Linked DNA regions of Zea mays: regions 1 and 3 are each linked to region 2. Evidence: chromatin contacts called from public Hi-C data. All regions are on one chromosome and are shown on one strand. The core of a region is the stretch at or near the end of the contact, and the rest is flanking DNA. Distances in the headings are between cores, read along the strand shown.

What was found. Hi-C and Micro-C count contacts between places; a contact is called where the count stands out from the background.
Region 1: a contact with region 2 is called in a Hi-C map of leaf, with 4 times the contacts expected there. The contact joins the promoter of LOC100382641 here to the promoter of LOC100272896 in region 2. A contact is called at or near these places in 5 of 25 Hi-C or Micro-C datasets (all in leaf).
Region 3: a contact with region 2 is called in a Hi-C map of ear, with 2.5 times the contacts expected there. The contact joins the promoter of LOC100280053 here to the promoter of LOC100272896 in region 2. A contact is called at or near these places in 3 of 25 Hi-C or Micro-C datasets (ear, endosperm and tassel) and 1 of 3 datasets of contacts at active chromatin or transcription factors (leaf).

The regions. Positions count from the first base shown.
Region 1 is chr1:262,290,121-262,293,412 of Zm-B73-REFERENCE-NAM-5.0, reverse strand. It overlaps LOC100382641, which reads right to left and starts at 1,985. Exons shown (of 4, transcript NM_001175365.1): 1 at 1,771-1,985; 2 at 539-692. The coding sequence starts at 614.
Region 2 is chr1:262,491,412-262,494,939 of Zm-B73-REFERENCE-NAM-5.0, reverse strand. LOC100272896 reads left to right here and starts at 2,259. Exons shown (of 6, transcript NM_001147349.1): 1 at 2,259-2,542. The coding sequence starts at 2,336. LOC103643755 (metal transporter Nramp6) reads right to left here and starts at 890. Exons shown (of 4, transcript XM_008666924.3): 1 at 225-890; 2 at 1-116. The coding sequence starts at 865.
Region 3 is chr1:262,332,532-262,336,026 of Zm-B73-REFERENCE-NAM-5.0, reverse strand. It overlaps LOC100280053 (cyclin superfamily protein, putative), which reads left to right and starts at 2,101. Exons shown (of 7, transcript NM_001152993.1): 1 at 2,101-2,776; 2 at 2,867-2,942; 3 at 3,049-3,125; 4 at 3,228-3,264; 5 at 3,372-3,495. The coding sequence starts at 2,205.

The sequences.
Region 1 (3,292 bases), core at 736-3,235, 200 kb after region 2:
GAATGTTTCATGGAACATCATATTTTAATAACCACAGTGTTCCATACTTCTTCTAGCTACTTGCTAAGCAAGAAGAAGCTATACAAGGATGTACTACCGTAGTCTTGAAAACAAAGAAGAGATGTTTCTGAAAGGAATGAAGCACCATTAACGTTTATTTAAATTAGAAGTGTACTCTCTCCTGGTTCATATTTATAAAGAAATTAAGATTCACTAAGCAATTTGATGAAACCAGCATGACAATAAATGACCCCAAGACCCTTACCTGATCCAAGAATCAACCGAAATTTATGGAACAATGGTAAGAGGTGTTTTCATAAAATCTGTTCCTGTTGCCTCCCTTCACCTCCTTTTTTTTGTTCTCTCTAGACATAAATATTCCAGATTTTCAATCGACCTTAGCAAACCAACACTAATTCTGTTCATTACGTAGACCCCTAACAACACAACGATCATAATTTACCCATGAAAGAACCGACAAACATGTAATGCTAATATCTAACCGAAATGTGACAGGGTTATATTATGGTTCTGAAACCTGATTCCTGGAGGTATCTGTACACGGCAGCATTCAGCTCAGTTGCTGTGAGGGCCTGAGGCCCCTTTTTCTCCATTGGAAACCACACTGAAAGAACCAACCCTTTCTTGGAGTCTAGCAGGTAGTAACAAATATGTCACTGAAGATTTGGCAGCTGCAATAGTAAGATAATAATGGTATCTTACCCAAACTTTCCGGCAACAAAAAAAGTTCTTGACAATTCTTGTAAAATAATAAAAAACTTAAAATTGGCTGTATCTGAGTTCTATGCTGGAAATTCCATGAAGCCGGAAACATCAGAGTTCAGAGGTGCCAATTTTTTGCATAGTGAATAATCAGCATTGCCAAAATTCGGTAACAGACATACTTGACAACGACCAAGAATTGACCAGACCTTTATCTAACAGTAAAACGAAATTTTGATGCAAGCAGCTACCTGGTGAACCTGGCCAACACTATGAATTTACCTAATAAGCAATAACTAAGGAATGTTGCAATAACAACCAACAGCACTGACCTCGGAGAGTTCAGTCCAATTAATGTCAAAACTTCCATCTTGACTGAGCAAGCCGAAAGTGGAAGAACTATTTATGTTTCATAGTCGAGGCTTAACACGAACTCAAAAGATCCGAATCCTAACCAAAGTGAGGAGTTGACTAAGAAGGATAAAAAAATCAACATAATCCATTGACCATTGTGCTTATTTACGAATGAACTACGAGACATCCGCTTGGTGTTCAAAACTTCAAACCGAGCAGGGGAAACGAATGTTGACCAGATAAATGCCTTTTGGGAGAGGCGCGAAGAACTCACGCCTTTGTCTAGGATGGATTGACATTGGCACAAAGGGCTAACAAATACTGATCTATCTGAGGAAAAGAGAATCACATTTGTTGTCATCGAGCGATTCAACACTAAAAGCAAGAAAAGCCGAACCTTTTGTTTTTTTCAGAAATGAACCAAGAACCCACAATATATATCTATCCGGTCCGTGGAGTCCAAACAACATTGACCAAGAAAGAATGCCCAAATAAACAGTGCGAGAACCCTAGCGCTCCGCCATTGGGATTTGGGAGACCAAGAACAAAATGCCTGCCATACTCCGCGAGCCAATTCGATGAAACCCCAAAGCAAGGAAGTGAGGAACAAGAACGCTGGAGTCACCATCCAAGAAATGAAGAACCAAGAAACACAAAATTTCTGCACGGGCGGAGCGGGGCTTGAGGCCAAACCTGAGACGCTCTGGAGGCAGCGGTGCACGGTGGCGGGCGCAAAGGTAGTCGACGTGAGCGCCCGGCGGCTCAGGAGATCGTACGACGGCGCGGCGGGGAGCAACAGGAAGAGAGGGGAAGCGGCGAAGGGGTTCGAGTTCTTGTCTTGCCGTTGCCGATTGCCGACGACGACGAGAAATCTTGACTGCGCGTCTGCGCGGGTTTGGGCTCTCGCCTCTCGGCCGGGAAAAGAAGGCCAGAAGAGCAGCTTCAGAGGAGAAAGGTTTTATAAGTACTGCGCAGTGGGACCAGATCGATTGGATGTGGGCCTGGGTGGCGGGGAGTGCATGGAGCCGAGCGTATGGAACGGCCATGTTAAAGTTACAGTTACAGAGAGAGAAAATTATGAGTGATAAGAAATACCCCTTCCATAAAAAAGCAACAACAATTCTCCATTTTCAAAAGATCAAACGATTTAACCAAACTATATAAAAAAGTTACTAACATGAAAAAGTTTGAATAACTGAATATTACGTTTATAAATGTTTCTAATTTTTATTTCTATCGTTATTGAAAAAAAAATAACTTAAACTAAATATTCATGGTGTCCAATCACAACAACTATTGTGCAATCAGATCTTGATGTACAACATGCAAGCGAGACTCATAATCCGTTGTATCATGATTCAAACATATATATCACATTAATTTTATAAATATGAAATATCATATTAATTTATAAATGTGAAATGAGCACTCGAATTATAAATGTAATAATGCAAAATGAGCACTCGAACCTACGCTCCCTTCTCTAAACATTTGAGGGTAACCACGCAATCACGCATACCTTAATGTTTATAAATAATCAATACTTATATTTGAATAAATATCTCAATACTTATTTATCTATACTAGTCAATTAAGAATCTAAGGTGGACACCTGGTGCTACCGTTTCACCCTCCACGCTGACACTCTGTGCCCACTCCACGCGCCCCGATTGTTTCTCCCGTCCCTCTCTCAACTACTACCCTGTGGACACGCTGGCACTCTAGGCCCATCCCACACTCTCTAACTGGTTCTCCCGCCCTTCTCTTAGCTATTGCCCTATGGATCCCAACGCCCATATAGCCATCTACTGCGCCTGCTCAGCACCCGACCCCACCCACGCAGCTACCACACCACACAAAAAAGTGCAGAGCGAGCACTCAAACCCACACCCTAGATCCGGAAATTTGGGGCTAACCATTAAACCACACGTACCTTAGTGTTTAGAAATAAACAATAATTATATTTGAATAAATATCTTAATACCTATTTATATGATATATAAAAATCGTTGGCTAGTTTAACACTTAAATTCTTTCACCATGGGCTTGCGTAGATTTATAATAAAACCCCTAACAAACCATAATTATATGTACGGTTAGATTATGATCCAATGGATCTGAATGCTCGCTTGCACGTTTACACATGAGACCTAATTGTATACTAGGTATATGCCTATGGGTTGCAACGGAAGACACTTGTATGCATATGTCATTG
Region 2 (3,528 bases), core at 1,010-3,509:
TAGGCTCGGTCTCTACAAACATCCATGCGAAGGAGCACGCCATTGTTGTAATTAGAACCGCAAATAGAGCTTCCAACTTTCTCACCCCATAGTTCTCGAGGGAAAGAATCATAAAGCTGATGAAAACAGTATTGTGGTAAGCAGGGTGCAAGTACATATATATAGGTGAAATAACTATCGAGATTTGACGACAATTCCATATACCAAGAACCAAATATGCTTACCAATCCAAAGCGGTAATGACAACACCGCCCCAGAGAGGCAACAGGCCGTGGCTGAGGATCTTGATGGCAATGGCGCTCCCGATGACCTCCTGGATGTCAGCGCTGACCAAGGCGACCTCGGCCATCAACCAGAGCGCGCGGCGCGCCCAATCCGGGTACTCGTCACGGCACAGCTCAGCAAGGTGCCTCCCTGTGGCCACCCCGAGGCGCGCGGCGTGAAGCTGCACGAGTAGGCCCATGGCCGTCGCCCACACGAGCACCCAGAGCAGCGTGCCGCCCGCTGTGGCACCGGCCTGCAGGTCGCCCTCGATGTTCCCCGGGTCTACGAACGCGATGCTCATCAGAAAGCCGGGCCCCGAGAATGCCCACAGCTTGCGCCACGAGAAGGGCGGCATGCAGCCCCCCGAGGCGTAGAAGGCGCGCTCTTCGCTAGCATCGCCTTCGGGGTCGCCGGAGACGGAGACGATGACCTTCTCGGATGGCTCGAACGCCCGCTCCTTGCACCCTTCATTGTCGTCTGAGATGGCGGAGATGAACGACGATGGTCGGAGGAGGGCGCGGTGCTCGGCCTCAGAGGCGGGTGGAGAGGCGCTCGCGACAGGCTCTCTAGCGGCATCATCAGCGTTGTGGTTGGCGGCCATCGAGGTGAACTAGACAGATTTGCAAATCAATGCTAGCGGACCCGCATGGTTTATGGTTGCCGCACGTTTTGGGAACTCCTATATTTGGAGCCTATAGGGACACGAGTAAACTGAAGAATGTTAGGAATGAGAGGACACCAGCTTAGAAAGATTGTGAAATAGTAAGACAGTGCGTATAAGCAGCATTGAGCGGCTAATATAGGAAAATGCAATCTTTTTGTATTTTTATTCACAGAAAACCATGCCCTAATCTTCTAAATGAAGATCATTCTTTGTTTTATCCTTGCATGCCTGTTCATCATATACTGTGAATTTCGAAAACCAAATAATCTATTTTTTGTATGAAGAAACTATTGATTCTTGAATAACAATTGCTTATCGCTGAGACTACTTGGTATTATACAATTTGACCATATACTTAGGAAAAACAGGACACCATCGTTCTTATAAGGGTGTTGGATGAAATTATAGACGACCAAATAGACCGTACTAAATGGGTCGGCACTAAACATGTCACGGCCTGTGCTTCGACACGGCACAGGCAAGATTCATATAGAGCCAGTACCGGCACGACATGAGTGTGTCGTACTTGGACCGTCATCCCGACACGATGGGCTGACACGAGCACGACACGATTAAGTGACCGGCATGGTTAGACACGAGTTAGACCAACCGGTGATTTATAGATGTGATCGTGATATGTGCACGCGATTTTAAATTTTTATTTGTTATGATTTTAAACATAATAAATTATAATGGTATAAATATTCAAGTTTTAAAATTATATATATAATCTTAAAGATCTTCTATATTTTTTGAGCTTTTAAAATAAAATAGTGTCTGGCTGGCACGGACACGGTATGTTAGTGCCATATAATGTCGACACGTCACGATCAGACTATAGTCAGACACTATAGCGTAGTGACTGAGTCGTTGGTTACACACTAGTGCCAACAGGAGACAACATAAATATTAATAGTGGCTAATAATGTAATAGTGTTATTGTCGTGCGGAGAGCCTATTTGACCATCTATAAATGAGATGAGGGATGTCATGAAGTGATCGAGACAGTCAGTCCACGAGTGGATGGCATGAGGTGACCGAGGGGGTCGTGGCTAATATTGCTAGTACCGTGGTTTACCGCTCGTTTTGTGTCATCCTCATCCCACCCAATTCCACCGTCCATCCACCCCGGGACCAATAGCGGCCGTCCACGAGTTCCTCAGCCTGGCCCGCCCGTCAGCAACCCAATCCCCCCGCGAGTATCCACGGGCGCGTGGGTCGCAAGCAGACGCGGGGCGAAGAATCGCACCGCGGGAGACCGAGACAGGCAGCCAGCGCGGGGCAGCTGAAGCCTATCTTGTAGGAGTATCTTCTATCACCACCTCGGTACCCCGAGGGAAAGAAGAAGCGGAGGGGAGGCAGGAATCGCCTGCCCGCGCCTCCATCGCCCTGCCGGCGACGGCCCACATGCCGACCGCCTACAGCCTCCGCGCGCCGCCCTCCGCCTCGCAGCAGCGCCTCAGGCTGCCCCTACCGCCGCCCCCGCCGCCGCTGCCGTTTTGCCCGGGTGGAGGGGCCGCCCGCCGGAGGAGGGGTGTCGGGGTGGCGTCTGCGTCCGCGTCGCCCTTCGACGAGCTGCACGCGCGGGGGAGGCCCGTACATGGACCCTCCAAGGTGAGCCAGCCACCGTCGCCTACCTCGGGGACATCGCCCGAACGACCAGAGCCTCTTTTCCCCAAAAATTGAATAGCAGTTGGTGGGGATTATCGGATGCTACTGCATGATTAGCCTCCAAGGATTTCGTTGGCCGCGATTTTGAGGTTTCTATGCAGGAAAGCCACTGCCCGTTATCATGTCTCGTTTGTAATTTGATATCTGATGGGGCTCAGGAGTAGGATCTGGGTTCCAGTAAACGGTTCGTCTTATTATGACCACCTCCTGTGGTAGGCTCATTGCTCACCTTTGTCTGTTATTGAATACTGCAAATAAGGCGGCAACGTTACTGCCAAGAAGTCTAATACATAGTAGGGTGCTTACAAGCCGTGATTTCTTGGCTGGTTCACTGGTCACAAAGGGAAACAGAAATCTGACGCTCCTGCAGTTCTATTTATCATCAAGGTTTAGTTTGTGTACATAAAGTTGTGGCTTGTGCCAGCAAGGAGGGGGAGGGGATTATGTAAGACTGTACACTGTGAAGCAATGGAGAATTAGCTGCATGGGCATAACTTTAGGCTTGGTAAATCATCAGCAACCATGGCCCTTTAGACATATGTTTGTTGTATGATGCCTGCTGGATCATGAGACTGGTGGCATTTTTTCTTCTTCTTTTATTAAGCTCCATTTTTTCACCTTTTTTGCGGATAGGTTGTGATTTAGGAAGAATGATTGCCTGACTAACAGCCAGCTGCCATAGGGGTGGTCATAAAACATCGCAAAATAAACATAGTTTTGTGAGTCCCATGTGACAGCAGGAACTGTGGCGCTCAAGGATTCAACGTTCCACCACTGTTGTATTTTATTGCTAGGTCAAAACCATATGTACTGCTAGATGTCTTAGCAGTAACATTGGTACTACTACTGGCTAATACTGACTAGTGAGCTAAGTGGTCCTGAACATAGCAAACTCTTTTTTTTGTAATTCGTACCCACTTAGCTATTTT
Region 3 (3,495 bases), core at 852-3,351, 160 kb after region 2:
AATTGAGGCAAGAGACACCAATCTTGTGGTGGTCCTTGTAGGAACTTCGTGTTCCAAGCATTTGAGAAGAGAAAGCTCACTCAGTCCGAGGGACCGTTTGAGAGAGGGAAAGGGTTGAAAGAGACCCGGCCTTTGTGGCCTCCTCAACGGGGAGTAGGTTTAAAAGAACCGAACCTCGGTAAAACAAATCTGCGTGTCTCACTTCATTATTCGCTTGCTATTTGTTTTGCACCCTCTCTCACGGACTCTATTATATTTCTAACGCTAACTCGGCTTGTAGTTGTGATTATTTTTGAGATTTTCAGTTTCGCCCTATTCACCCCCCTCTAGGCGACTTTCAACGAGGCGAATCACCAGCAGGTACTTTTCAGGGCGCATCTTCGGACCACTAGCCGACTCCTATCAAATGGAGCTCGGACCTCTGCTCGGATTACCCGGTAACAACTCACCGGAAACGTCATGCTTATTGCCCACCGAGGGTAGCATGACGCTTTCCCCCTCTTCCTGCGATAGGACCGCGGTCCCATCAAACTTCACAAAACTACGATGACGCACACAACCACTATTCCTGCACGTTGCCTACCAACTCCCGATGGGACACACATACGACAAAGAGTGCAGACTGACCCTCAGGCAAAAACTCCGCCTCGCTCGAGCCCGACCTTGGCTAACTGCTCCTTGTGAATCCCGCAGGAGGCCACTCCTTCAATTGTGTCGCTCTACGAATCCTGGAGCAAGCTCGGTCTCGATCTCGGGTGGACTTCCGCCTCGCCCAAGCCCGGCTTCGGCCTCGATATCAGCAATGGAAAGGCGCCCGACGTCATCGTAAATTGTAGTACTGACATATTATCCAAGGTTTTTTTTGCCATACTAAGTAGTACACTAACCACTATGGCATGGCCAACCTCCTTGTCAGGTGGGCTCAGGTACGTGACCGATCCCTCGGCCCTAGCCTCGACTCTCAATAGAAATCTGGCGTCTCCACCGGGCATAAGTCAACAACAAGTACAAGACCCATGCTCCAAGCCATACCGTCTACTAGGGTTCGGCTTCGCCTACTCACCATACGTGGCCAGCTCCGGTACTCATAGCAGCCCTATTTGAGGCTATAAATAGGACAATGTACGGCTTCAGTGGGCAGAGGGAACACTTCACGGTTCTCACCTCCACCACGATATTGACACTTGCCTCAATCAACCCAGTGACTTGAGATCGTTTTCTCTTCCGATCAGCTTGTACTCTCTACTACAAGCACTTAGGTGCAAGTAATATAAGTCTCATACTCCCTCTGCTGGAAGTAGGACTCTCTCTCGTTCGAACCAAAATTAACAACTTGTGTTATCTTGCATCACCCATTTAGGTCAGGACACACAACATTATTTTACTAGTGGTAAGACCTTCAGGTCGAGACATCGACAAACAAACCAGTCGAATCCGGAGGATCAGTTTTAGTTTTCGGTCGATCTGCATATATCAAATGTCTGTCTTTCTTCATGTGATTAGTTTGTACATTTGTCCTAGGACTCATTTACCTGTAAAGCAACGGCACACAAAAACAGAGAGGGAAACGCGTGCGCGCACACACAAAAAAAATTGAAAAAGAGAAATAAAGCCCTGGTGCCAGCTTGCCAGGTCAGCCACGAGGCGCCGGCGTCCGGCGACGTGACGAGCCAGAACAGAAACCGAACGCCAGCGCCACGCACGCAGCAGCCACTGAAATCTCAAATACAAAAAATCAACTCACGGCCCCCGAAAACTCCCGCGCTCTCCGCAGGCGGGTGGACGCCGCGGCGCGTTTGCGGCCTCGCGCCAACACTCCCAATTTTTTTAAAAAGAAAAATTTTTTCCCCAATCTTTCCCTCGCTCCCTCCCCCTCCACGGAGTGTCGCTGCCAAAACTCGAACGAATTTCCAAATCGAGGCCGCCGCGATCGAAACCGGGAACCCAAAGCACCCGAGGCTCTTCCCTCCAACCGGAGCTCTCCCAAATCCTTCGAATCCAAAAATAATGGCGGCCTCCTCTCCCTCCCATTCCCCCCGCCCCCGTCCGCTACTTAACCGCGCGCCCGCCACCGCAGCCCCAATCCCCTCCTCCGCCCTCCGCCTCCTCAGTGCTCCGGCGCCTAGCGACCTGCTCCTGCCCCCGCCGCCGCCGTGCACGCACAGCCGGAGCAGGAGCAGCGCTGCCCGCCTTTACCGTTGCCCATGGAGAACTCTGCCGCCGCCGCCGCCGAACGGCCGCGCCTCACCCGCGCAGCCGCCAAGCGCTCAGCCGTCGTCACGGCTGTGGCCGTCGCCGCCAAGCGCAAGCGCGTCGCGCTCAGCCAGCTGCCCACGCTCCCCAACGCCGTGCTCGGCGCGCACGACGACGACGACGACAAGCCCGTCAGGAAGCAGCGCCTCCTCCCCGCCGCCAAGCCCAAGCCCAAGCCCAAGGCAGCGCCCGCGCCTGCCGCGCCCGCCGCCGCGGATGACACGGATGACGACATTCAGCTCTGCAAGCCCTACGCTTCCGACATCTACTCCTACCTCCGCTCCATGGAGTCGCAGGCCAAGCGCCGCCTCGCTGTTGACTACATCGCGGCGGTGCAGATCGACGTCACGCCCAACATGCGTGGCATCCTCATCGACTGGCTCGTCGAGGTCGCCGAGGAGTACAAGCTCGTCTCCGACACGCTCTACCTCACCGTCTCCTACATCGACCGCTTCCTCTCTGCCAAAGTTCTCAACAGGCAGAAGCTGCAGCTCCTCGGCGTCTCCGCCATGCTCATCGCATCGTAAGCAGCCGATCCGTTAATCTGACTCACCCATTTTGCATGAATGGTGTTCCATTTCTCATTTGCTGGGTCCGATTCAAATCGATGCAGCAAGTATGAGGAGATCAGCCCGCCCAACGTGGAGGATTTCTGCTACATCACCGATAACACCTACACCAAGCAGGAGGTGCGTGTTCCTCCTCCTTTCTGTATGCTATCAACGCGATTTGTCTCTGGATCTTGCCACTGGTTGATTACTAAATGTTAACTGGTCCGTGCTTGGGGATCTGTAGGTAGTTAAGATGGAGAGTGATATACTGAATGTCCTCAAGTTTGAGGTGGGCAGTCCTACCGCCAAGACGTTCCTGAGGTAGATCACAAACCAAATCAATCTGAATTGGTCCTGCAATCCTTGTCTACCAGAATGATCCCATTTCTAAATTTTGTGCGCCCTTTACCTTTTGTTTCCTAGGATGTTCATCAGATCTGCCCAAGAAGACAACAAGAAGGTGAGAAAGATTTGTTGCATTTCAACAATGAAATCTGTTCTTGTTCCAAATGCCTGCTGCTTGTTTATGATGTTGTCTGATTTGTTATGTTGTGATGCATATTGCAGTATCCTAGCCTCCAGTTGGAGTTCCTGGGGAGCTACCTTTCTGAGCTGAGCTTGCTGGATTATGGCTTGATTCGCTCCTTGCCGTCACTTGTTGCAGCCTCAGCCGTCTTTGTTGCAAGGCTGA